2 separate regions of the Arachis hypogaea genome follow, and region 1 is linked to region 2. Evidence: chromatin contacts called from public Hi-C data. All regions are on one chromosome and are shown on one strand. The core of a region is the stretch at or near the end of the contact, and the rest is flanking DNA. Distances in the headings are between cores, read along the strand shown.

Region 1 (2,700 bases), core at 64-2,563, 75 kb after region 2:
ATTGGGTTGGCTAGGGTTACCGGGAAGGCCCTGCACCGAACTACGTCGGCCGCTCCTTCTAAGTTCATATTAGCCTCAAATGCCATTAGGTGTTCTTGTGGATCCTTGGTGCTACCATACTTCATGTCAGTTGGTTTGTCGAAATCCTTCTATAACTTGGCCTTCATGATTCTCTCGGTGAAGGGGGTAGCTCCCATTATCACGTGTTCACTCCTTCTTCGCTTGAAACCTCTCTGGTATCTCCTTTCGTCTTCATCATAATGGCGTTCGGGTTTCCAAGATTTGTTGCGGTTCCTGCGTCGGCCGTGTTATTGATCTGGTGACCTCTCGTGCCTTGCGTCTCTTCGCGACACGGTTCGGGAGACCGCTTTGCTTGTGCGTTCCGTTTGGTACCATTCTTTAGAGGCGACCCGACTTTCCAAAGTCTGTACTCGCTGGTGTAGCTCTTGAATAATCCAGTTCACTTATTTTCCAGTCCATCGATTATCCTGGGTTCGCCAGATCGGGACTTGTCTGTTTGTGGTTGTTGATTATAGGTTGGCTGCGTGTGGATGACGCTGATTATCCTTCCGTGGGTAGGTGGGGGAGGGGAAAACCATCGTTCTGTGGTTCGTGCACTGAGGGGATTTGACGGGTTTGGTTCGTAGTGATGGTTTGAGAATCGTTCTTTGTGTTCGTTTGTCATTCTGCCAAAGCTTGACAAGTCTCCACAGACAGCACCAATGTACAAGACTTCGTTGGTACGGGTTGAGGAAAGGATCGGGGACATGTCGGTCTTGGTGATGATATGATCGGATTTTTGAAGCGGTAGGTGATGGTACCTGCAAAGACACTCCGACGTTCAAATTAAAATGGATTTAAAAAGCAAAAATTAAGGTTGTGTATGATAACGTATCCTAAAAAACTTTTGGCTCCTTGTATATAATTTTTTTTAGTTATCTTGTCTTATTTTATTGACTATGATAAGAGATATTCGAATTCGAATTTGAATGTTGGTTAAAAATTTTTTATTTTCTAACCAATTTAAACCGTAGAAAGGATTTTAACCTAAAAGTCAGACCATTGTTTGGCCGTTTTGGGGTCGGGTGGCAGGTCCGGAACAGAGAGAAAATGATTCCTTGTGTTCAATTATAATTTTATTTATTTACACTACATTGATTCTATCATTGGTAACTTTGTTTTGCACCCCCTAAATACGCAAACGCGTCTTGAGTTATAATTATTATGATGGCAAAAATGTAAAAGACCGAGTCTTGTTGTTCACGCGGTATGTTGGAGGTCCACCTTTGATCACTGTCCCCACAAAGATAATTAAGATAATTGTATGGAAAGACGACTTCGCTTTTGACTTCTCAGTTCTCAGTGAGCAAATTACAAATTTGTAAAGACAATATAAAATGTGGGCTATTCAAAGTTGAAGCCTTCAGGGGATTAACACTTTCAAGTGTCCATCTCTTCTTCGTTCAAACCTTCTTCCACACATTCGCCCTCTCCAGCAAAGACTATTCTATTCCATGGCTATCAACGAAGCTTCACCGTAAGTTCTCACTATTAGCTTCGCCACTCAAAATGTCAACAAAATCAAAACCCCGAAACCTTCCACGAAATTACCATAACAACAACAATAATAAATCCGTCTATTAATCAAAACCTCATTATCTGAAGTTTTGTTTTGGGACTATGCAGGTTTGAGAGCAGCGAGATGCTGGCGACTTTCGTGGCGTCGACGCCGCTGCTGGCGGAGTCATGGAGGCTGTGCAACCACGTCAACAGAAGCGCCATCGCTCACCGGAGCTTCGTGGCGGAGCAAATAGGGCGCGTGGCCTACGTGGCTTTCTCGGGCGTGCAAATGGTTGGGGGATCGAACGACACGTGGAGGAACATGGTGCCGTTGGATAGAATTGGTGACGTGGCTTTCTTCTCGTGTATTCGTGAAGGGGAGGAACCTGTCATGGTCCACGCCGGCATCCTCAATCTCTTCAATTCCTTGCTTCATTCATTCCAAACCCAGGTTGGTTTGTTTAATTCCTTTCTTTAATCTTGTCTCATGTATTTGTGTTAGCATATTCTTATTGTTTGTGGCATGTTTATTAATTTCTTTCCTTTTTTAGCAGTCTGAACAAGTTAGGATCGTAATCTTCTAGTTTCTGAATAACGTTACCAGATTTATTAAGTTGATCAGAATTTATTTTTTTTATTATTTAATTATAAATTAAATTTTTTTGTTTAATAATTTAATAATATATTTTATTTTATATTTTAAATATTAATAATTAATTAATAATAAAAAATAATAAATTTTAATAATTTTTTAGTATTTCTCTATTATTAGAGTTATCATATTTGAATACGGACAAAAATAATAAAGTGTTTAATTTTTAGAAAACAAATTTAATTCAAATAATAATAAATAAATAAGAATTTGATTGTTAAATAAAACCATATTAGAATCAATGATGATAAAGAAGATTTCAAGACGAAATATGAGAATTTAAGCCATCATTTCTTATAGTACTATAGTAGAATGGGCATTGTGGTTTTTTTGCAGCCATGGATATGTATTCGTTATTTTCTTGGGCTATTCCGATTGATATTGTCTTATATTTTTTAGAATAATACTACACATCTATATTTTATAGTTTAATTTAATTGAATTTTAATTTATAAAAAAAATTAGATAGGTAACATTATTCATCTTTT
Region 2 (2,700 bases), core at 40-2,539:
CGAAATTTTTAATTAGGTCCGTATACTTTTTTTCTTTTTATTGGGTCCTTACACCAATTTTTTTTTCAATTAAGTCCCTCTTGGACTCTTAGTAGTAATTGGCTTAATTGTATAGGGATCTAATTAAAAAAAAAAAGAAAAAATTGGTATAGGAACTCAAATAAAAAGAAAAAAAAAGTGTAGGGACTCAACTAAAAAAAAAAAATTAGTGCAAGGATTCAATTAAAAAAAAATATATGAACTTAATATAAAATTTTGCAAAACTATAAGAACCAACAGAGTAATTAAACAAAAAAAAAATAATAACACATAAATTCTCCCATAAAAAACTCACACTCATATATATGAGACAAAATCTAATTATTATAGTATATTTTTAAACTAACATAACCCTTTATTTTATACCATCGTTATATTTACTCACAATTTTTTTCACTCTTAATATGTAAAGCAACTCAAAATTTTAAAGAGTTCTCTCAAAATCTTAAAATGAAGAACAACTTCTTGTTTTTTTCTACTCTCCTCGAAGTGTTTCATAAACACCAAGGTTTATTTTTATAGTTAATTTTATATTTTTTATTTGTGCCAATATAAAACGTTAATGGCATTTTTGTTTTTTCTACAAAATGTTAATACCGTTTTAACCAGGTTTAACTTTTTAAACTCGTATATCAAACAACACGGCATTGTCGTTTTCTCTTTTTCAATTAAAAAAAATGGCTTATGCAAAACGGCTTTGCCATTTTCAATTTCAAAATTTTAATTTTTTTCATAATATGATTTTAACTAATTTAAAAAATTTAACACACGTAATATGATAGTGACGTTTTTCATTTTTAAAAAGTAAAGGCTTTTTTCTATAATAATGCTAAATACACATATAAAAATAATGGTGAAAAATATACATTTCTCTACAATATTAAAAATGCTGAGCCTAAAAATATATTATTGACATTTTTATTTAAAAAAATTAGGTGAGAGTACACATGATATATTTATAGTTTGTAAATTGTACCAATTATTTCTTTTGTAAATTGTAAAAGATGACACTGATTGTTTGCGTGAACAAAAGTACATAACATTAAAAATGTAGAAGTCAAAGTTGTAATGAGAAATTAAAAAGTATAAAGATAATCATGGAGACAAATATGTTTACGATTTTCACATTAACAAAAAACAAAACAGAAAATATCTAAATGATTTATTTTCCAAGGAAAATATGCGGACTATAGTAGCAGGCCTAAGTCTTAAAAGTCCATTCAGCAACAAGACAACCTCCACAAATCCATAGATAATTATTAGGCGTTTATCCAAATAAAAACCTTTTGGCCCAATATCCTAAAGTAATAGTAGAACTCATTTGTTCCTGGAAAGAATATCAACCCAACCAAATCCAGCCCAATCAACCAATTGTAAGAACCAAAAGACTTAAAGGCCCTAACCATTTATCAAACCTAGCCCATTCAGTAAACAGTAGATCCGGTAGCTACTAATAGCAAGGGTAAAGTATGACTCAAACAAGTATTGGGGATCGAATCCCGCCTTGTGAATGCAACAATTCATTGGCCAACGACAGATCCTTAAATGGAGTTCAGATCCGCGATGGATTAGTCTTTGACCTGTCAGGTTGGGGGATACTATGAAAAACAAACAAAAAAAAAGTATGACTCTGGCTAACTTTTACTTGTAATAAAAAGAAGAGAGAAGAGGCAGATTGGCTAGCAAAGATGGCATTAAAGAGGAATTAGGTTTAGAATAGAGATATCATGAAAAAGTTAAACCCTGTGAGTTGAATATTTTCATGCGATAAATTTATTTTTTCTCTCCATACGTTTGTGAGTTTGAGACTGTGACTGAGACACTGAGTCACCACCATGAGAGGTAGTTTTGTTTGTGGGGTTCACTCACGAGCTTATAAACCAAGGCAAATACAAGGTACTGAAAGTGAACTTAGTGAAAGGGAGGGAAAGAAGGTAAGAAGGGATGAAGAAGGACTGGATTTTACGGGAAGCTTGTCATTGGTGCCACGAGAAGAAGAATGGATGGGAGAAGAGGTGATATAATATGCAAACTCTGCTCCACCACTAAGATCGTTCAGCGAAGTGGTTAAGGGAGGAAGAAAGCCAGTAACAATGATGGAAATGGAGGAAGGCGACAGCTTTTCCTCCTTAGAGGAAGAGGATATGGAGTCCGAGGAAGTACAAGAGACAGAAGGCCAGAATGTAAGAGAAGGTGAAAGGAACCAAAAGCTAGATATTAGAGTTGAACGGGTAGATGGTATTTTTAACTTTGTTATCAATGAGGCAGCCATATAAAGACTCTTAGGAACCCATAGTGGGAAACTTTAATTGTGAAGTTGTTAGGGCAACACATCTCACTGTCGGTAGGGGTGGCAACACTATCCGAACTCGTGGGTACCCACCTCGCCTCTATCCGCTCGGGGAGAGTTTTTAACGGAACGGATTCTTAGGCGAGGCGGGACGAGATCGGGTTTAGGTTAAACCCACCCAGTATAATATATAATAATATGTAATATATATAAAATAATTAGTAAAATAATTAATAATATTGTATCATATTTAAATTTTTACTTTAATTTATATTATGTATATAATAATGATTATATAAATTTTAAAATTTAATTTTATTTGTTGGATTTTAATAATTATAGGGCAGGTTAGAGTTTAACTTTTTACTACC

Evidence for each region. A called contact is a pair of places that touch in the nucleus more often than the background predicts.
Region 1: a Hi-C map of leaf shows a contact between it and region 2, with 2.3 times the contacts expected there. The contact joins the promoter of LOC112791087 here to the enhancer-like site in region 2. A contact is called at or near these places in 5 of 8 Hi-C or Micro-C datasets (leaf and an unstated tissue).

Annotation. Positions count from the first base shown.
Region 1 is chr3:119,519,640-119,522,339 of arahy.Tifrunner.gnm2.J5K5, forward strand. It overlaps LOC112791087 (lipase-like PAD4), which reads left to right and starts at 1,314. Exons shown (of 4, transcript XM_025833789.2): 1 at 1,314-1,537; 2 at 1,687-2,011. The coding sequence starts at 1,515.
Region 2 is chr3:119,444,947-119,447,646 of arahy.Tifrunner.gnm2.J5K5, forward strand. No RefSeq gene overlaps it. Among protein-coding and RNA genes, the nearest start is that of LOC112780372, 17 kb to the right of the region's middle. Within about 2 kb of position 1,290, at least 3 of the 3 cell types and tissues checked have open chromatin away from gene starts, as enhancers often do.